Regions from separate parts of the Mus musculus genome. Here all the other regions are linked to region 5. Evidence: chromatin contacts called from public promoter capture Hi-C data. All regions are on one chromosome and are shown on one strand. Each heading gives the region's core, a stretch centred on a gene start, on an enhancer-like site or on the middle of the called end of the contact. The rest is flanking DNA. Distances are from core to core; before and after follow the strand shown.

The links. Promoter capture Hi-C pulls out the DNA fragments that hold promoters and counts their contacts.
Region 1: a promoter capture Hi-C map of cranial neural crest shows a contact between it and region 5. The contact joins the promoter of Trappc6a here to the promoter of Irgq in region 5. A contact is called at or near these places in 1 of 39 promoter capture datasets (cranial neural crest) and 1 of 484 Hi-C or Micro-C datasets (embryonic stem cells).
Region 2: a promoter capture Hi-C map of cranial neural crest shows a contact between it and region 5. The contact joins the promoter of Syne4 here to the promoter of Irgq in region 5. A contact is called at or near these places in 1 of 39 promoter capture datasets (cranial neural crest) and 1 of 484 Hi-C or Micro-C datasets (B cells).
Region 3: a promoter capture Hi-C map of pre-B cells shows a contact between it and region 5, with 5 times the contacts expected there. The contact joins the promoter of Snrpd2 here to the promoter of Irgq in region 5. A contact is called at or near these places in 3 of 39 promoter capture datasets (the HPC-7 cell line, cranial neural crest and pre-B cells).
Region 4: a contact with region 5 is called in a promoter capture Hi-C map of cranial neural crest. The contact joins the promoter of Exoc3l2 here to the promoter of Irgq in region 5. A contact is called at or near these places in 1 of 39 promoter capture datasets (cranial neural crest) and 1 of 484 Hi-C or Micro-C datasets (B cells).
Region 6: a contact with region 5 is called in a promoter capture Hi-C map of cranial neural crest. The contact joins the promoter of Tmem147 here to the promoter of Irgq in region 5. A contact is called at or near these places in 2 of 39 promoter capture datasets (cranial neural crest and frontonasal cranial neural crest).
Region 7: a contact with region 5 is called in a promoter capture Hi-C map of pre-B cells. The contact joins the promoter of Igflr1 here to the promoter of Irgq in region 5. A contact is called at or near these places in 4 of 39 promoter capture datasets (cranial neural crest, maxillary cranial neural crest, pre-B cells and 1 more).

What each region holds. Positions count from the first base shown.
Region 1 is chr7:19,507,309-19,510,052 of GRCm38.p6, forward strand. Trappc6a (trafficking protein particle complex 6A) reads left to right here and starts at 1,362. Exons shown (of 6, transcript NM_025960.4): 1 at 1,362-1,524. The coding sequence starts at 1,441. Bloc1s3 (biogenesis of lysosomal organelles complex-1, subunit 3) reads right to left here and starts at 1,062. Exons shown (of 2, transcript NM_177692.4): 1 at 997-1,062; 2 at 1-302. The coding sequence starts at 293.
Region 2 is chr7:30,313,474-30,316,189 of GRCm38.p6, forward strand. It overlaps Syne4 (spectrin repeat containing, nuclear envelope family member 4), which reads left to right and starts at 1,343. Exons shown (of 8, transcript NM_153577.2): 1 at 1,343-1,613; 2 at 1,789-1,927. The coding sequence starts at 1,486. Alkbh6 (alkB homolog 6) reads left to right here. Exons shown (of 7, transcript NM_198027.3): 7 at 446-830. The coding sequence ends at 709.
Region 3 is chr7:19,148,079-19,151,108 of GRCm38.p6, forward strand. It overlaps Snrpd2 (small nuclear ribonucleoprotein D2), which reads left to right and starts at 1,760. Exons shown (of 3, transcript NM_026943.1): 1 at 1,760-1,816. The coding sequence starts at 1,815. It overlaps Qpctl (glutaminyl-peptide cyclotransferase-like), which reads right to left and starts at 1,118. Exons shown (of 7, transcript NM_026111.3): 1 at 898-1,118; 2 at 298-441. The coding sequence starts at 1,107.
Region 4 is chr7:19,461,429-19,464,583 of GRCm38.p6, forward strand. It overlaps Exoc3l2 (exocyst complex component 3-like 2), which reads left to right and starts at 1,859. Exons shown (of 12, transcript NM_001370800.1): 1 at 1,859-1,925.
Region 5 is chr7:24,529,199-24,531,975 of GRCm38.p6, forward strand. It overlaps Irgq (immunity-related GTPase family, Q), which reads left to right and starts at 1,450. Exons shown (of 3, transcript NM_153134.3): 1 at 1,450-1,706; 2 at 2,186-2,717. The coding sequence starts at 2,188.
Region 6 is chr7:30,728,241-30,730,986 of GRCm38.p6, forward strand. It overlaps Tmem147 (transmembrane protein 147), which reads right to left and starts at 1,294. Exons shown (of 7, transcript NM_027215.2): 1 at 1,104-1,294; 2 at 962-1,031; 3 at 417-476; 4 at 192-328; 5 at 1-49. The coding sequence starts at 1,180. Gapdhs (glyceraldehyde-3-phosphate dehydrogenase, spermatogenic) reads right to left here. Exons shown (of 11, transcript NM_008085.2): 10 at 2,095-2,192; 11 at 1,539-1,719. The coding sequence ends at 1,647.
Region 7 is chr7:30,564,111-30,566,951 of GRCm38.p6, forward strand. Igflr1 (IGF-like family receptor 1) reads left to right here and starts at 1,317. Exons shown (of 5, transcript NM_145580.2): 1 at 1,317-1,356; 2 at 2,054-2,271; 3 at 2,639-2,826. The coding sequence starts at 2,106. U2af1l4 (U2 small nuclear RNA auxiliary factor 1-like 4) reads left to right here. Exons shown (of 8, transcript NM_170760.3): 4 at 1-21; 5 at 93-191; 6 at 364-497; 7 at 593-688; 8 at 985-1,254. The coding sequence ends at 1,069.

The DNA of each region.
Region 1 (2,744 bases), core at 112-2,611, 5.0 Mb before region 5:
GCAGGCGCCATGGCAGGGGTCTCCTCCGTGCCCCAAGTCTCCGCCGGATCGCGCTGCACCACGAGCGGGGGCAGGTCGACCGGCACAACCGTGGGCTCGGGCTCAGGCTCCGAGTCGGTCTCCGCCGCCTCCCCGGCCACACGCAGCCCCGTGGGACGGCCGCGCGTAGGGCCCGAGGGACCCAGGTATAGTTCCTCCTCGGACGAGGATGCAGACAGCTCCGAGTCGGTCTCCGCAGCTTCCCCAGGTACCACTGTCCCCGGCCTTCTCCGCCGACCCTGGGATGACTCCATGGCACGGAGCTGGAGAAGAGGAATTGAGCGGACGTGAGGTCCCGAGTCCCAGCCCCTTCACCGCCATCCCCAGCGAGTCCTGACTTGGGCCTCAGTTTCCTCGTGTACACATGGGTTGGAATTGTGCACCTCTGTATCATTTGTGTGCACACCGGGGACATCAAGGACCGTCCAGGCAAAGCCTTAGAACTAGGTCACACGAGATGGCTCAGCTGGGAAAAGGCACTTGCAATCAAACCTGACGCCAAGAGTTCGAACCCAGGGACCCACATGGTGGAAGAAGCGAACTGAGGCCCGTACAGTTGTCCTCTGAGCTCTACACGCGTGCTAGAGACGCACGCGTATATATACATTAACTAATATAAAATAATAATAATGACTTTAATTCCCAGCACCGGAGGAGAGGCAGGAAGATCTCTGTGAGTTCGAGATCAGCCTGATCCTCAATAGTGCCAGGCCATCCAACATTACATACATAGTGAGAACTTGTCTCAAAATAATACTGACAATAATAAAGTAAGTTTTAAAAGCTTTGTAACCAAGAGTTCCCAGAGTCCCACCAGCACAGGCCACACCCTCCACTGTCCTCCTGGCCAGCGAGCACTTGGCCGCAATAGGCACCAGGGCAAACAGAAAGGACAGCCGCCCGAGGGGACCCTTAACAAGAGCCACCGACACCAGAGTCCCGGAAGGAAGGCCATACCGGGTCTCCGAGGCTCCGAGCCCAAGGGGTCCGCTGCCTGGCGGAAGTGAGCCGGTCTCTCGCAGCGTCACGTGAGCCGAGTTATGGCCAATAGGAAAGCGGTTAGACAAGTCGCTTCCGTAGTGTGGGTTTATTTATTTATTTGCTTATGTATTTAGGAAAATTCCGTTTGACGCGTAAATTTATTTTTTTTAATCTTGGACCCTCACAGGAATCAGAGACTCAGCCAATTGGATGTCCGAAGACTCGGGAGCAGGGAGGGAAGCGAAGAAAGGGCGGAAGATGTTAACAGCGCGGCCAAGGAAGGGGCTCGGTGGACCCGCCTCCTGGCTTTCAAGAAGCAGGCGGAGCTAAATAGGATCACCAATCAGATCGGGCCTACCTCCCGAGCTGACCAATGGGAGCCGGAAGCGTTGGCCAGGCGTGAGGGTCGCGAGGCGGCGTATGGCGGACGCGGTGCTATTCGAGTTTCTGCACACCGAGATGGTGGCGGAGCTGTGGGCCCCGGACCCGGACCCAGGCTCGGGGGTGAGCGGCACGCCGTGGCCTCGGGGTGGAGAAGTGGGGTGTGATCGAGCCTTATGGCAGGTCATTGCTGAGGCGGAGCGAGATGACTTGGGTCAAGGCGCTCAGTTCTAGGCCTCGTCCTGGGGCGCCGTTGATAATTAGGGTAATTGGCTGTTATTGGGCTCAGATGAGGGCTCGCCTCACCACCCACTTAGTATGCAACTCAACATCTTTAATCTTCCTATCCTTCCGTTTCCTCCTTAGAAAATGCACCCTCAACCATACCCGGTCTCATCTGTCCCCTCTGCCTGTGTGCTGGATAAAGTGCGTGCTGATCGCGCTACACCCCAGCACACAGTGAGTTTTTTAGTATGGATTTGCCCCTGTAATGAGTAAAGACCCCACCCGGTAATGTGGAAGGTGGCGCTGGGATCACTGAAATATTGTAATCAATAATAGTTACCACCACTTATGTGTTCCTTTGTGCCTTCCTGTGTGTCATACTCCCATCCACCTCCCATTGTCTTCCTTCTCATCCTAGGGAGGTCATGAAGAAGCTGCTTTGTGCAGAGGCACATGCTCTGGGAAGGAGGGAGCCTGCTTCCTCTCTGCTCTGTGTCACCTTGACTCTAATAAAGAGATTAAAATAGCTTTCTGTGAGCCTGCACAGATATGAGCTTGCCCAGGGCTCTCCTCGTAGCTCCTAACTGCTGCCACCGACTGTGTCCGTACTGGGGGCCCTACAGCTGAGGTAATAGAGTTAGTGGGAGTGTGGCCCGATCATCAGGTCTCAGGAGCCTCCCTGATTTTTTGGGAGGGTGGGGGTGGGGGGGTTCGAAACAGGGTTTCTCTGTGTAGCCCTGGCTGTCCTGGAACTCACTCTGTAGACCAGGCTAGCCTCAACTCAGAAATTCACCTGCCTCTGCCTCCCAAGTGCTGGGATTAAAGGCGTGTGCCACCACGCCCGGCTGCCTCCCTGATTTTATAGGCTACATGGCAGTTTGAACTTCCATGACTGTGTGGGAGTTCAAGACCTGCTGCAGAGACTGCTCTGCTCTCTCTTTTCTTCCCTGAGTATCCCTACGCCAACCCGACTCTTGAAGCAGGTTTTCACTGTATGACCCAAGCTGGCTTCTGGTGATCCTCCTGCCTCTGCCTGAAAAGTACTAGGATTATGGGCCCTCCCGTGTCTGGTTTGCACATTGCGCCTCCAGTGTGGTACAGTCAGCCTCTGCATCCCA
Region 2 (2,716 bases), core at 93-2,592, 5.8 Mb after region 5:
CAGGCTTGCTGTAATACCATTCCTGAGTAAAGCCTCCCTAACAGCCAGAGTCCCGGGATAGGCCATTCCCTTTAACCTCTGTATTAGAGCCTGACCCCAGCAGTGCACCCCCAGATTAGCTCTGCGTAAGTATCCCTAGGACTGCCCATGTCTGTCCCAGCCCCTCAGATGCCAGCTGAAGCTCCCACAATGTAGTAGCCCTTTATGTCTTAAAATGCAGCATAGGCCCTGTCTCCTCCCAAAGAACTGGACACACACACACACACACACACACACACACACACACACACACGGCGGGCCAATAGTCTTGTCCCCAGAACCTATAGATTACCACTCCTGAGGGCCTGCTGACCCTTGTCCCCTGACCAGCTACGGATGCCCGCTGACTTTTCACACACTCCCAAACTCTGGATATCCATTTACCATTATCAACTGATTCCCGCAGCCCAGGCCTCCTCAACGGCCCATCACCTCGCTGCTGGTGGAACCACGGAGCCTGCTGGTGCTCCGGGGCACAGCTTACACACGCCTGCTCCACGGCATCTCAGCTACCCGTGTGGATGAGCTGGACGCCACCTCGCTGCCACCCAATGCCACCGCTTGCAAGTCAGCGCTGCCCGGAGCCCACCTGGTGCGCGGCACCCGTGTCTCACTGACCATTCGCCGCGTGCCCCGTGTGCTGCGCGCCAGCCTCCTGCTGAGCAAGTGACCACCAGGTTCTAAGACCTTGGAACCCTAGGGCAGAGGTAGCTGTCCAGGGTTATTTATTTCCCCAGTAACTATGGAAACCATGGAGAAGACACCATTCCAAATAAACAGAAAATACCTTTACTCGTTTTGGATTTTTTTTTTTTTAACTAGATGGGAAGAGATACTTCAGTTTCTTTCTCTCTGCCCCCCCCTCCCCCTTCAATACTGGAGATAGAACCTAGGGCTTCTTGGATGCTAGACAAATGCTGTACCACTAAACTACAACCCAGGCAACAATTGCATTATTTTTTAGTTTTGCAATAGGGCTTCCATAAGTTGCCTAGGCTGGCCTTGAACTTGAGACCAGCTTGCCTGAGGTGACAGGCTTTAGCTGCCAGGTGCTGGGACTTTTTTTCAGTATCCTTATACCTGAGACTTTAAATGAATGGGACGGGCCCTGAGACACAGGTGTCCCTGAAGGTGACAGGATCCAAGGTCTTGAGATGGGTGACGTTTTCTCTCAAAGCCCCACGATGGCGAGCGGGTGGTATTGGAAGGTTTAGGTTCTCCTGCTGGGGAGGAAGGAGTTAAATGCCTCCGCACCTCAGCCAGGCATCAGATTTCTCTAGTCCAGGTTCTTCCAGGAAGGGGTGGAGCTAGGCTGGCCCCTGGGCCCCTCAGTAGCCTCGGACTTAGGCTGTGAGTCCTGCTGAGAAAGCATGGGGGTCTGGACTGTCTAAGAAAGCGGCTGCTGTTACTGGACATCCTCACCTGACGATCCCCAAGTGCACGGCCATGGCCCTGGTTCCACCTCTTGGCCGTGAATTCCCGCCAGAGCCTGTGAATTGTCCCCTGGCAGCTCCTAGAGAGCTGGATGTTGTCGGAGGGACCATCTGCCCTGCACCTGAGGAAGAGACAAGCAGGTGGGGACTGGGGCTTGATAGTGGTTCCGAAGGAGGGAGGGAGGGAGGGAGGGGTCTGTGGGAAGGGCCATGTGTGACTGACTGAAGAAGGACATGGAGAAAAGTGGGCATATGGTGAGGTGGAAAAGGAGACACTGTGCCTCACAGGTGGCCCATCAACCTTTCTCCTCTCTAGGCCAGAGCAGGTCCAGGCCTCCTTGGGCCTGCCTGAGCATTGCATGGGTGAACTGAAGAGCACTGAGTCTGCCACCAGCCCCTCAAGACTCCCCCTGGCCTCTTCCCATGAGCATCAAGACGGGGGCAAGCCCTGTGAGGTGAGCTGAGCACACCCTCTGTTCCAGTCCCACTTCCTGTCTGTCCCCCGGAATCTGCCCCTTGCTCAGATGATATGATTCTGGGGGGTGCTGTGGAGGAAGGGACACCGTAAGGACATCTGGTTGCCAATCAGTATTTCACTTATTTTTAATCGTTTTGTGTATTTACTCTGTGTGCCTAAGTGTGAGCAGGGATACAGGCACATCATGCGTGCCGGTGCCAGTGTCTCTCAGTCACTTTCCACTATGTGACAGAGTCTCCCATTGAACCTGGCTAGGGTGGCTGGTGAGTGAGCGCCACGAATCTGCCTCCAGTCACTGACCAGCCGGTGCCACATGCTTGGTTCTTTGAGCACTTGCTTGTACAGCAAACATTTTATCAACTGAGCCATCTCCCCGGTTCCCCCGACCTCCTTATTTGAGATATGCTTTCACTGTGTAGCTCAGGCTGCCCTTGAACTTTCAGTTCTCTTGCCTCAGAGAACTGGAGTTACATTTTATCATCTCCAAGCTGGACATATTTCCACGTTTTACCAAGTAGGAAATGAGAATTTTATTAATAACCCCATTCCTTTTGGGGGTACTCTGCTCCATTATCCTTCCTAGTTTAGACCCATATAAAGACCTTTCTAGAAGGCTCGGGAACCTGGAAATCTTAAATTAGATGTCTTCAGCCTTGGTGTAAAGGGCTGCCAAGTGGGAGCAGCCCAAATGTTGGTTCTCGAATGGGTGTGGCTTCAGAGAAACATCCACAAGGCAGCAGCCTGCTTGGGAGTAGGGGTAGTGTCT
Region 3 (3,030 bases), core at 510-3,009, 5.4 Mb before region 5:
GATTATATTAGTTCAGACCTCACCAGAGAGTACACTGCTTCTGCCTAATATAGGATAATATTTAGTGGGGGTCGTATAGTGCGGGATTTGTGTACCACCAAGAGAATCTAGTCAGGTTCACCTGCCGCTGCAGCCACCACCACCACCACTCCCCTACCCGCCTACTCCCCATCTCTGTCCCCCGACCCCCATCAGATCACTTCTGCCTCCTGGCTGTTTTGGGATCTTCGGAGCCTGAGTTCCATTTCCTGACAAACTGGGGAAAGGAAGTTGGGGGTTGACAATAAAACCCTTTACCTTTCTCACTTGGAGATTGCCAGAACTACCCGGGGGTCGCACAATCAATAAGGGACGCAGGAAAGTTCCCCAGAGACGCTGCGGATCCAGCTGCCCTACCACCAGCCGCAGCTTGGCTTCTGAAAGGCTTCCGATCAGCGGGACCTTGGTTGGGAAATGGGATGGGAAAAAGAAAAATGAAAACAACCCCATTCCCACCTTATCCTGGGCGCCGTTGCCTACTAGGAGTCCTGGCTCTTCCTGGTAATGCAAATCTCCAGCATCAAAGATTTCCTAGACTGGGAGAAATCTTCAAAGCAAATCTGGTCCAGCCTACCGCAGTCCTAACGAGGAAATTGCAATCGGGTGATGGAAATTTCTAAATAGATGGCTTGGGCATAGAACTCAGTTCTACCAGTGTTGCTATGAGGACTCGTCATCTTCAGTGGGGTCTATCACAAAACAAGCCTGAAGCCTTATTTTGTTGGGTAGGGGCACGCGCTCAAGTCATGGATAAATGGCACAGGCGGCAAAAGCCAAATGATAAGACCACGGTAACCTGAGACTCAATACGAAGGGAAAGAGGGAAATGACGCTGGCTGGGCACCAGCCAGGGCTCACCCGCAGATCCCGGCTCCGTGACATCTCCTCAACCCCAGGGTGCCAGCTGTTCCAGACGATATAGAAAGCCAAGCCCATAGCCAGCGCCAGCAGCAGCAGGGGCAGGAACTGCACTCGCGGCAGAAGACGGCGCTTGGAAAGTGAGGGTGGTTTCATGAGGCCACGATCCTCGAGCCGCTGCCGGGGCCGCCCGCGGCTCCCGGGACTCATGGTAGCTTTGCTCTGAAACCAATCCCGGTATGGTGGTTTGAGTTTTAGGCCAAGATCCGCCTCGCTGAGGTTACAAAACCCAATAAAGAAGCAGAGTAACTGCGTCCTTCCCTGAGACGATTGCGATTGGCTGTCCTAAGCGCCGCCCCACCCAAAAAGGAGGGCGGAAACCTTAAGGCCCGCCTCCACGGAAGAGGACCAGTCAATGGGCTGCGTCCGAATGTGCGAAACCTTCCAAGGCGCGGGGTCACGCCCCTCACGGAAGTCGATCAAGAAACTGTCGTTCAAGGAAAAAAGGGGCGGCATCCATCCCTAAAACAAGGAGCCGATTGGTTTACCTGAAGCCATGCCCTCAAGAAAAGTGTCCGAGGGTATTTGGAAATGGGGTTGTGTTTTCCATCTTCCAACTGGACGGTTTGACGGGAAAATAATTCTAGTCAGACCCCGTATTATTTTCCTCATGAGCAGACACCCTATTGTGATCCTCAGAAGCTTCAAATCCTCCTTATAGGCATTTTCTACAGGAGAGTGCAGCCTGAAGGGTCGCTATGGTAACAGGCCACGCCCACAGCCGCTGGTATTTGGTTGCGCAGGCGCCGACGGAAGTGAGCCGCAGGAGACGGAAGTCCCGCCCTTCTCGCCCTGTACGCCAAAGGCTGGAGCAACGCGCTTGGAGGCGGGAGTGATCTGCGAGCGAAACCTACACCATGTGAGGCCGGGCTGGGCTTTGGCGGGGCCGTGGAGATGGAGGTGGACAGTTTAGCTGAATAACGGTCGAAATGGGGTGTTTTTATAGCTGAGGGTAGAGTTCCTCGGGCAAAAGTAATGTTTTTCCTTCTGGGGTATTTGAGATCGGGCTTGGGGCCTCGCTCGGATCTTGAGTTCCGGAGAGGGGACAGCTTTATTCCATAACGGGCATGAGACTCTCCGAGGTCCTGAGTCTTGTGGAAAGGAACCATAAAGGGAAAGCTGAGTCTGATGGCACATGCCTGGAATCCCAGGCCTCGAGAGGCTGATGCAGGAGGTTCGCTAGTTGGCCTTGGCCAGCTTCATAGCGAGACCGCTTCCAAAAGTAATAGTAATTTTAAATGGAAGTGGTCTTATGAATAAAGAGCTTGGCGGGGAAGGAAGAACTGTTAGAAATAGTGAAAAGTATGGGACGTAACCAGGATAAATTAGAGAACCTAACTAGAGACTGTCAGAGTAGCAGGGTACTACAGTGGTTTGGTGCGTGTTTATTCATTGAGCATATACTATGTAGACTGCTTGTAAGTTAAGACACATGGTAAATAAAAGGTCCTTGCCTCCAAGGGGGTGGGGGAATCTCCCTGGTGCTTGTAAAAAGAGTGGAGTAGGAAAGCCATAGAGTAATAAATAGGTACATACACCTTAGATAATCAGGTTTGGATGGAGAATTGAGCAGGAAAGATATAATGCCAGTAGGTAGCACAGTAGGATGCATTGAAAGCCCAGTTCTTGGGATGCAGATTTAGCTCAGTGGACAGAGTACTTACCTACTGTGGGTACTGGGTTTGGTCCTTAACCACACACAAACTAGACATAGTGGCACGTGCCTGTACTCCCAATACTCAGGAGGCAGAGACAAGTCTGAGTTCTGGGGCAGCCAGGCTTCTACAGTGAGATGTTGTGGGGTGGGGCGGAGGTTCATGGAGAGAGATGATTGAAGTTTAGGTTGCGGATAGAAAGGGCCAAGGTTTGGATGTACCATGGTGGCAGATGACAAGATATAAGGATAGAGTAAGGTTTGAAAGAAGAATCAACTGCCAGGCATGATGGTGAGCCTCTGTCATCTCAGACCTTAGGCAGTGGAGTCAGGAGAATTGAGAATTCAAGGTCAGCGGTGGGTGGAAGAGGTTAGGTAGATGAGCCGGGGCAGGCTACCATGGAAATGTCTCTCCTGCC
Region 4 (3,155 bases), core at 609-3,108, 5.1 Mb before region 5:
CAGCATTTGGGAGGCAGAGGTAAGCAGACCTCTAAGTTTGAGGCCAGCCTGGTCAACAGTTTTATTAGAGTAGCCTTGGCTGTATAGTGAGACCCTGCTTAAAAAAATAAACAAATTAACGTGGGATCTAGAAAATATTAAGGGAAGAGCTCTGAGTGTGTTTCTAGGAGCTTTGTAGGGTAAGAAAGGGTCCCTGAAGTGGAATGGTCCCGCTCTGACAGCTGCAGTACTCACATACACCACCAGGGGGCAGATGGTTGCCTTTCTACTTACTCAGGGTCTTTCTGTTCCCCTTTCCAATGAAACTTCATTTCCAAGGGGTGGAGACTGAGGCTTACAAAGTGTATGGAGCTTGAAAATGTTACATTTCGTAAAAGGAACCAGAAACAAAAGGTCACACCGAGCAATATAGTTCCTACGAAATGTTCAAAAGCGGGAGACTTAGTGGAGAAACCAAGAACCCTGGATTCCTGGCTTCCTGGGACTTTGGAAAGGAGAAGCGGGGGGGTGGGGGGGGGTGGGGGGGTGGGGGTGGGGGGACACTGCTGTAGCCCATGAGTTCGCTTCAAGGAGACCGAGATGTTCTGGAATCGGATGTTAGCACTTTCTGCTGCAACCCTGGGAGTGCATAAAGATCCATTAAACCGAAAGGCATAAAAGTATGAATGTGAAGCTGGAGAACGGAACTGAGCAGTGGTTAGGAGCACTGGCTGCTTCTGCAGTGGACCAGGGTTCAATTCTCAGCAACCACGGGGCAGTGGACAACCACCCAACTCCAGTTCCAGGGGATCTGTCTCCTTCTAGTGGGCTTGGGCACTGCATGCACGCAATACTTGTAGTCACTCACAAACATAAATAAATAAATAATACACTTAAAAAAAAGTCAGATCTGCTGCACCTTCATTGGAGTGGGCGGGTTGGGGAATCTGTAAAGGATTGACTGGGAAGTAGTATCATGGCAGAGCACATGACCATCGTGCACAGGGCCCTGAGTTCAATTCCCCGGCACCCCCAACACATACATGCAAAGAAGAGTCAGGCAAGGTGGCCTAAGCCTTCAATCCCAGCACTTGGGAGGCAGGATCTTTGTGAGTTCTAGGCCAGCCTGGGCTACATAATGAGGCCCCGTCTCAAAAGGAGAAAAAAGGAGAGCATGCACGTGCAGTTGAGTCTATCATCTGATGGAAGGTGCTCTGTGGTTATGATACAATACAGCTAGGTCCCTGGGAGACTGGCCCACAGTGGGGGACAGAGGCAGAGGAGTGATAGAATCTTGCTATGAGTCACTGGCTGTTCTGGAATTCATTCTGTAGACCAGGCTGGCCTCAGAGATGCCACCTACCTCAGCTTCCCCAGTGCTGGGATTAAAGGCATGAGCCACCACCGCCCCACTGGCCGAGAGCTACATTTTAAAAGCCATGACAGGGCTACCCCACTGGGTCCTCAATCCAGCCTCTGGGACCAGTGGAGTTTCCTTTGAATCCTGTCCCCCAGCAGAGGATACAAGAGGAACACATGCTCCCTTGAGACCCTATCCACACCTCCATTACTCCAGAGCTCAGCTGTGGGCCCCTGTCCAGCTCAGGGTGTCTCCCCTGGGCACACAGGATGATGTTGTTACCTTGGGAGGCGTGAAAAGCAGGCAGGAGGGCGGGCGGATTCCGGCAAAGCTGGGAGGGGGGGTAAGGGCGGGGAGAGGGGTCTGTGGCCCTTGTCACAGCAGGGCCCAACCACAGCCTGGCCTAGAAGGGCAGACAGATAATGGGGCCTTCCAGCCCCTGGCCCCAGAGAGGGAGGGGCTTCCTGACAGGAAATTGTCCTCCTCCAACCCCCCCCCCCCTAGATCCAAGCTCTCAGCAGTCCTGGCCCAAGTAGTCTGGGGACTGGACAGCAAGAGGGGACAGAAGGACAGGCACAGACAGAAGGTGAGTGTCGGGGTGAAGAAAGCATGCCCCCAACTTCTTCCAAAGATGGGACACCTCATCAGAACCCAGAACTCTGGAGGCAGGAGGGCTGGGTGAGCAGATGCAGGCTGAAGGCTGGGTTTGGTGAGTGCTGCGGTGAAGCGGCGGCGGCAGGGACTGGGGCTCTGGGATCCAGAGAGGTAGGAAGGACTTGTAGAGATGGGGTCCACTCCTGGCTGAGGGAGATGGGGATGTTAGGTCTAATGCACTCTGACACTCTGACACTGGATGGGGACACCCCCGTGGGGTGGGCAGCCAGTGCCTGGCTGCCTCCAGTGAGGAGGGTTGCAGCTACCAGAAAGCCACACACACACACACACACACACACACACACACACACACACACACACACACACAGGCTCCTCACACCTGCAGGGCCAGCACTAAGGAGCGGAGGCTGAGGCAGGAGGCTGGCCGGTTTGAACAAGCTTGGATTAGGGATTGAGACTCTGTCTCCATTAATTAATTAATTAACTAATTAATTAATTAATTAAATAGAAAGGAAGGGCTATCAAGATGGCTCAGCAGGTAGATGCTTGCTGCCCTGAAGAGCTGGATCCAGTCACTGTGACCCACAAGGCAGAGAGGACCGACGATTGCAAGTTCACATCTGAACCCCACATACCGACCATGGCTTGTGTGCCCACATACAAAATTAATTAATTAATTAAAATAAAGAGAGAGAGAGAGAGTGATCAAGAGAGGCTAGGATAGGATATGAAGGCTGCCCCGGCTGGTGATGCTGATGTCAGAGTCAGGCTCAAGGATGTGTAACCTAAAAGGATCAGTTTTCGAACATGGACCTTAGGACTTTTTTTTTTTTTAATAATTTTTCAGCTAGGCAGTGGTGGTGCACACTTTAATCCCAGCTCTCAAGAGGCAGAGGTGAGTGGATCTGTGAGTTCAGGGCTAGCCTGGTCTACAGAGTGAGTTCCAGAACACTGAAGGTTACAAGAGAAACTCTGTCTAGAAAAACTAAGAAAACAAAATTCCCACAGAGTCTCACGTTGCTCAGTCTGGTGTCAAATTTCTATATACCCAAAGACTATACTGACGCTCTGGTCCTGCCCTCCCTCTCCCCAGTGTGTGGATTGCAGCCCTGCATGGCTGCTGGGGTGGGAAGCCAGGGTTTCTTGCAAGCCAGACAAGTACTCTACCAACTGAGCCTCGTCCCCTGCCTTGGCTTTTGAT
Region 5 (2,777 bases), core at 200-2,699:
TCATTCAAGTCAAGTTTTCCCCTTTCGACAGCTAATTCCATAACTACCCCATGGAAGTGAGCTGTGATGCCCGTTTTGGTTTGTTTATTAAGACAAGATTTGTCTGTGTAGCCCTGGATGTCCTGGAACTTTCTCTATAGAGCAGGCTGGCTTCAAACTCAGTGAACGGCCTGCCTCTACCTCCTAAATTCGGGGATTAAAGGTGTGCTACCACCATAGCCCGTGTTGCACACGTTTGCTACGGGAAACTGAAGCATAGTCATATTGAAAGTCTAGGGGGAAAGTGGGACAAGAACCCTGGGGACTCATTCCAGGTAATGATATTGCCAGTCACACCCCACAACCCAATCTTCGCCTGGCAGCCCTTTATTCCTCTAAATGTCGTCCTGCTTCTGTTTGTGTGCCCAAATCAAGGGAAATAATTTTGATCATGAGAGGAGGTCATTCCTGGCAGGTAGTCACTGCGGCCACCTGTAGCAGGGCGGGGCGTCGAGATATGGAGGTCCCTTTAGTGTCTGTCACTCCTGCACCCAACCCCTCTTTCTGGCAGTACTCAAAGAGGTCGTCTCCTGGGCTGTCTGGACTCCATTCCTTGGGAGACGCTTGCCCTCTACAGTGTCTTCAGGGCGATGTTCTGATATGAAAGAGAGAGGGGGGGGGCGTGGCTGCCACCAACCTTAGTGGGCCTCGCTCTATTTTTTGACACTCACTGAACTCTAATGACACTCTCACTAGAAAAGCTTCAGCAGTCTCACATGGGAGACTCCTCGGGTTTGTGACACCTCGGTCTTCAAGCCCCTGTGTCCTCATCTTCACGAAACCGAATTCCCTCGAAGGTGGAACTCTTGGTCTTTCTTACCAGCCCCATCCTAGTTTCTCACGTGTCAACCATAACCCCCGCACAAGCAGTGGTGCTCACACTTGAGCCCGCCTTCTCCCAGGAGACATCCTTCTCTGACATTGATTACTGTTTCACCGTAGTCACCGCCGCCCGCGTTCACTAGTTCATTTCTGGATCACGCTGCTCCCATGCACTGCCTTCTGCTCTTAGTTCTTGATGGTCACGGACGCCTCTTGCTTTCCTCCCCGAAGACTGTCCCTTAGCTGCGCCTGACAGTTGGTCGCCACAGCTCTGCCACCGGACGAGAGCGGGATAGTTTTTCCTAGTCTCCAGACTCCAGTGATCTGTTGCACCACCATTGTCCCCGAGTCAGGTTCAAGGTTGCAGTCCGGCACTAATATAGTCACGGCAGGCAAGTCTTCGCAAGGGCAAGTGGAGAGGTCCTTTTCTGTACAGGGGTGCGTGATGATGACGTTGGTTGTGTGCTCCGTACAACGCTAAGCTTACTGCGTGGGCTCATCGCTTCCTGTCCCCCTTTGCCGTACAAACCCTGCACGTACTGCGCAGGCGTATTGGTTGCTGGTCTTGGTGGGGCACCGCCCCAAAACTTTCTGCGCACGCGCATGGGTTTTATTGTGCCTTTGCCCAAACAGCCTTAGCTAGAAAGAAGGAGCTGCCAAAAATTCTTCCTCTCCGCAGTGGCACTCCAAGACACACCGGTCTTGGAAGGAATGACGTCAGTATAGAGCCACCTGAAGGAGTCCGGATGTTTCTAAATCCGGACACTCCTGCCCCTTCAGCCTCCGTCAGCTCGTCTTAAGGGGCTGGGCCTCTGTGCTCTCCAGGCGTGTCACCTCTCTGATCGGTTGGTGATTTGGAATGGGGAGGGGAAAGACCATTCTCGAGTTTGGCAGTCAGGTTTTTGAGGGTTTTTGTTTTCCTTCTTCTGTTTCTTCTTTTTTAAATAGAGAAATGCATTCGTGTGGAGAATGGGCATATACCTGGCTCTCCCAGGAATAGGCCCTGGGGGTTGAGTTTCTAGGTCCTGCAGCGTGACACTGGAGAATGGAAGTAGAGGACAGGCTGGAGGACTGAAGCCTGGATCTACAGTGAATCAGTTAGGAGAGGGTGTTGATTGGTGTGGGGGAGTGCGACGCCTTTAATCTCAGCACTCTGGGAGACAGAGGGGAGAGGATCGATCTCTTGAATGTCAGGCCAGCCTGGTCTACGTAATGAGTTCAGGCCAGCCAGGGCTACACAGCGAGACGCTGTCTTAGAAAAGAAGCAAACAAAAAGTCTTACGTGCTCCCTGACCAATTTCTTTCCCCGCCTCTTGCTTTCCAGCAATGCCTCTGCCTCAGGGTGACGTGACTGCCTTATTCCTGGGGCCTCCCGGCTCGGGAAAGTCCGCCCTGATCGCCGCGTTATGCGGTAAGAATGTGGACACGGTAGAGATTCCCGATGGACGGCAGGACTCTGGAGTCCCCAGCCTGAGAGCTGCGGCTCCGGGCCTCTTCCTGGGTGAGCTGAGTTGCCCACCCGCAGCTCCCGGGCCCTGGGCGGCGGAGGCCAACTTGCTGGTATTGGTGCTACCAGGATCTGAGGGGAGCGAGGAGCCCTTGACCCCAGCTCTGGGAGAGGCAGCGCGAGCCGCCCTGGCTAGAGGAACCCCGCTGCTGGCTGTCCGGAATCTGCGCCCTGGAGATTCCCAGAATGCAGCTAAAGCCCGGGATGAGACTGCAGCCTTGTTGAACAGTGCTGGGTTAGGAGCTGCGCCTCTCTTTGTGCCGCCGGCGGATTGCAGCAGCAGTGACCGCTGCGAGGAGCTAGAGCGCCTGCAGGTGGTGCTGCGGACCCAGGCGGAGGCGCTGCAGAGGTGAGGGGACAGTTCGGGCTGGATGGGGTGGCCTTAGATCCAACTCAGCTACGGAGGTCT
Region 6 (2,746 bases), core at 44-2,543, 6.2 Mb after region 5:
TTTCCAGTCAAATTCAATGCCTCGGGCTCCCACCCAGAGGGGGATGCATCTGAGGAAGGCAAAAGGAGGCAGTCTCTAGTACCCAGACTCCCCCACCCCCAGCACCCAGCCTCTGATCACCTCCCCTCAGCACCCCTGTGGGACCCAGCTGTCCATTCCCGGAAGTCTGGGCTCCAGTTTGCTCCACACACCGGGACATAATGAGTTCAGCAGTGGCCCAGCCCAGGGCAGCAACCATAATCTTGTACTCCCCCTTGCCTGCATTCCGAGACATGACAAGGTTTAGGCCTATCAGGTCTGCCACATCCACACTGGCCTTCATGAATTCCTGTGGGTCAGGTAGAGGCTCGAGTAAACACGGGGACCAGGTGAACCGACTCCTGCACTCTTCCTTGCCCTTCCCTTGTTCAACTTACCCCAATGAAGTCATAGATGCCACCTTCCCAGGTGGGGAAGAAAGTGGCCAAGAACAACATCTGAGATCAGAAAGTAGAAAGGTCACTGGAAGGTGAGGGAGATTAAAAACCGAAACAAACAAACAAAAAACTATGTGGATACTGTGGAAAGTAAGTGTGCAAGTAGAGGATATGACGCTGGGTTCTAGGGGTCATTCTAGGTGTAAGTGGCAAGATCACGTGATCTTGGGAGATAGAGGGCAAGTGGCCTGGTTTCTAAAAGTCTAGAAGTTCACGGGGGAATCTGATGTCTAAAAATGCCTAGGCAGCACCCTGCGACACCCTGTGGGTGAAATATCGCACTAAGAGGTTTTCTCATTTTACAACAGTTGTAAGAAAAAGTTGCATCAGGGCCTTTCTGGCCTTGCATCCCTTCTAAGGTATTCGGGCATAGTCCCTAAGCGTTGTCTCGAGGGTGGTCCTATGGAAGGTGACAGCTGCAGAGTCAGGCCCCTGAGATCTGGAATGCCTGGAGGCCAGACACGTGGAGTCCGGGAGTCCCTCACCTTGCATAGCTGCACAAAGAGGTAGGTGACCCCGGCCTGGACGCATTTCCAGAAGGCGTTGTATTCAGACCTGAAGAAGCCGGCGGTGAGGGGTCGGCCCGGGTCCCGCACCCTCTCCACCCCGCGCCCGCCCTGCACTCACAGGCCGCTGCATTTGTACGTGATGAAATAGGGAAAGTAGGCGAGGGCGAAGCAGTTCCCGAAGTGGAACAGGGTCATGACGCCAGCCGCCCGGTCCCGCAAATGCGGGACTCGCCAGGCGCAGCGTCTCCTCTAGTCGGCCTCGCCGGCACCGGGGCCTGGCGCCCACCTGCTTTGCCGTGGCCCGCGCGCGGCCTTATGGGAACTGTAGTCCGGCCTGGTACGTCGCGTGCAGTGACGTCAGAGCGCCCAGCTCCGGCTGTGTTGCAGGGACTTCCAGAGCCTTGCTTACACCGTTGAAGACCTTGTGTTCAGACAGCGCTTTCCCTCTCCCACTCGGCTCGGAGCCAAGCGCCACCTCTTCTCGCTCATCCGAGAACTTTGAACCCCGCCCTGAACGCAAGGTGATCGGCGCAGAGACAAGAGGGCAAAGCTGTGCGCATTCTCGTTTTTATTTCATTGTTGACCCGGTGGCGGCGCCTTTGAGTGGAAGCCGAAGTCAGGAACGCGAGGTGCGCAGGGGAGCAAGGAGGGGCCTTTTGTGTTACTTCTCTCGGCTAAACATGTAGCGGAGGAGGTCGACCACTCGGTTACTGTAGCCATATTCGTTGTCGTACCTGAGGAGGCGAGGAAGGAGGCGTCAGTGTGTGTGTGTGTGTGTGTATACGTGTACGCACTCGCGCGCTCGCCCTCTTGTCAGCCTCCCCCACTATCCTCTGGCATCTATCCCCTTTACCAGGCGTGTGTGTGTGTGTGTGTGTGTGTGTGTGTGTGTGTGTGTGTGTGTGTGTGTGTGTACGTGTACGCACTCGCGCGCTCGCCCTCTTGTCAGCCTCCCCCACTATCCTCTGGCATCTTTCCCCTTTACCAGGCGTGTGTGTGTGTGTGTGTGTGTGTGTGTGTGTGTGTGTGTGTGTGTGTACGTGTACGCACTCGCGCGCTCGCCCTCTTGTCAGCCTCCCCCACTATCCTCTGGCATCTTTCCCCTTTACCAGGCAACAAGCTTCACGAAGTTGTCATTGAGGGCAATTCCAGCCTTAGCATCAAAGATGGAAGAATGGGGATTGCCGTTAAAGTCCGTGGAGACCACCTGCGTGACAATTTCAAAGATAAATGTAGTCGAGCAAAGATCTCCAGGAACCCAGACTCTCAAACCACATTGTCAGTCACTCATCTGGTATACTGGACAGAGACCTTTTGTGTTGGTGACAGAATGTGATCAAGGCAGGTGGAACCTTTGTCTCAGGGACACAGCAGGGGAGCTCAGTGGATAAAAGTGCTTGTCACATAAGCGTGAGCTTTCTGTGTTTGGATCCGCAGAATCCATATAGAGGCTGGGCGGTTGATGGACACTTATAGGCCCAGCAGTCCAGCTCCAGACTGAGGCTCCTTGGAACAAGATGACTAGCTAGATTAGTTAGTTGTCAAGCTACCTTACATCTTGCCTCGGTAACAAGTGGAGTGCAATGGAGGAAGACATGTTTATCACCTGTACCTGGTGTACCGGTACATGTGCCCCGTGCATCTGCATGTACCCACACGGGGGAAGAGGATACAGATCACAATACCCTAATGAGGTTGCATTAAACGTTACATGAAGCGATGACTGGCACGAGGCTGGGTCTTGGGAGCAGAGGGAAGGAG
Region 7 (2,841 bases), core at 67-2,566, 6.0 Mb after region 5:
CACTATGATAACTTCTTTGAGGTGAGGGTTGCCAGGGTAACTGGGTTTCCTGTGTGCCAGACCTTAGCTGAGCTTCTCCCCATCTTCTGCAGGAGGTATTCACAGAACTGCAGGAGAAGTATGGAGAGATTGAAGAGATGAATGTGTGTGACAACCTCGGGGACCACCTCGTGGGCAATGTCTACGTTAAGGTGCCTGTTGCCCCCTGCTTAGAACCCAGAAGTGGAAACATTTCAGTGCCTATGGCCACCACTGAAACCTCCCAACCTGAGGACTATCGATAAGTTGAGTCCAGCCTCAGAGCTGACTAGTCCCCTGAAGATCTTGAATTCCACAGCCCATGGTCACCCACTTTCCCCTCAGTTCCGGCGGGAGGAGGATGCAGAGCGGGCTGTAGCGGAACTCAATAACCGCTGGTTCAACGGGCAGGCTGTGCATGCCGAGCTGTCTCCTGTCACTGACTTCCGAGAGTCCTGCTGCCGGCAGTATGAGATGGGGTAAGGTAGTGTAAAAGTAGGTTGGGCATCAGAGTCCCAGAAGCTTGAGTGTTTGATAGGGAGTTCTTAGTGATGGTGGCCTTCTCTGTCTTTAGGGAATGCACCCGAGGTGGCTTCTGCAACTTTATGCACCTACGGCCCATATCTCGGAACTTGCGCCGGCAGCTCTATGGGCGAGGACCCAGGCATAGGTACCTCAGACCCAGGGTGCTGTGTTCTCCTGTACCCTAGGATGAACCTGATGCTAACTTGTGGGCTCTTGTGCTTTAAATAGAGTTTTGAGCCTTGCCTGGGTAGAAGTACCTTAGTCTTAGTGTCCCAAACAGTGTAAACCCCATATCCACCCCCAGCTTGGGTACCTGTCCCTGAGTACCAATCCTCAGATGACATTACCAGCCACCTGTCCCTAAGAGACAGGCCTGGAAAAATCTTGACCACTCTTAACTATTCCTACCCATCTCTGTCCACTCCTCTTCCTAATTCTTAGGTCACCTCCAAGGTCCCACACAGGTCACCGTCCCCGAGAAAGGAACCGACGTCGTTCCCCAGACCACCGGCATGGTCGCTTCTGAGACGGGTGCCCTTGCTCTCCACCCAAGGGCATAGATGTTCCTGTCCAGCGTCCCTTTTCAAAGTGCCCTTCACTCTCCAGTCCCAGCATCCCCAGGCTTCGGAGCTTCATAATATAATCTGTTCGACACAGGAACCTCCTCCTCCTGTCCCTCCTCCAATAAAGGTTAAGAAGTTTGTCAATCAAGGTCTGTGGTTTCCTTCCACCCCCACACCTAAGAAAGGGTGTAAGCCAACCACAGTCTCAGCAGAGGAACTTGGAGCCAGCTTGGGGTCTGGGTCTGCACTGGTAAGTCGGGGCTGCTTTAATACCTGTAACCTCAGATTATCCATTCTAGGTGCCTTTTAGGGACAGGTGCCTGTTTGTGACAGGCCAGAGGATTCCAAACAGAGATGGAAGTTAGAAAAGGAGAGGTGCTTAGGTACTGGTGAGAGTTTACAGTAGGTTAGGCCTGGTAATTGAAACCCACCATACCACCCCGAAATGAAGGCACTACATAATTCCTAACACTTATAAAACTTTGAACTAAGTTTACTCTCTGCTAGGTACTGTGGTGTCTGGCTTGTTTGTTTTGTTTCTGAAGCAGAGTTTCACTCGCTCTGGGTGGCCTGGTACTTGTTATGTAGCCCATGTTGGCCTCAGGTTTCCAAGAGATGCTCCTGCCTGTACTTGAAGTGCTGAGATTGAAGTGTACACACTACGCCTATTGTGATCTTTTAAGTAGATTTATTATCTCTCTCTCTCACACACACACACACCGCCTTCACCCAGTGAGACAAGTTCTATTACCCCATCTTAGAGATGAAAATGAGAAGGCAGGTATGTAAGGTTACAAATAATCTGGTGATCCACATCAAGTTCTTTATACGCCTTGTGGGCTTGGAGTTGGGTATGAGACACGCCAGCTCCCAAAGAGGTTCTGGAAGTCTGTGACCCCCACATCCACCGCTTTCTTCTGCCTTGGACTTCCTGGAATGTGCTGCAGAAACAGTGTGGGTGGAAGTGGTCACAGCCCTCAAGCTGCAGGCTCTGCTGAGATGGGGCCCAGCTGGCTTCTCTGGACAGTGGCGGTGGCAGTGCTGCTCCTGACCCGGGCTGCGTCAATGGAAGCCTCTAGCTTCTGTGGCCACCTTGAGTACTGGAACTCTGACAAGAGGTGCTGCAGCCGCTGCCTGCAACGCTTTGGGCCTCCTGCATGTCCTGGTGAGCAGTGACTGGGTGTGCACTAGATGGTGTAGAGAACAGGGACGCTAGCAAGTGGCAAGGTTGTTGCCGGCCTTGCAGTAGGCTTCTTTGGGGAGTAGGTGTGCTGGGTCTTAGGCAGGTAAGGCTGTGGGGGTGGACACAGGTTAAGCTTGTGCAGAAAAGACCAGTTACAATGGGGACACCAAGAGCAAACTTTACCTCTGAGTGGAGGACATGGGGAGAATGGACTTAGGTAGGCTTTATTTATAGTGAGGGCAGGGCTTGGTAGAGTGATGGGGGAAGGGGTAGGGTCCTCATGGGGGTTTGAAAAGGGATGGTCTAGTGGGATTAGTGGGAGAGCCTATGCTCCATTGTCTCCTACTAGATCACGAGTTCACGGAAAACTGCGGGCTCAATGACTTCGGCGATACTGTAGCACATCCTTTCAAAAAGTGTTCCCCTGGGTATTGCAACCCCAATGGCACAGAGCTGTGTAGCCAGTGTAGCAGCGGAGCCGCCGCAGCCCCAGCTCACGTGGAGAGCCCTGGTAGAACCCACAAGCAGTGTAGAAAGGTGCTAGACTCCTGG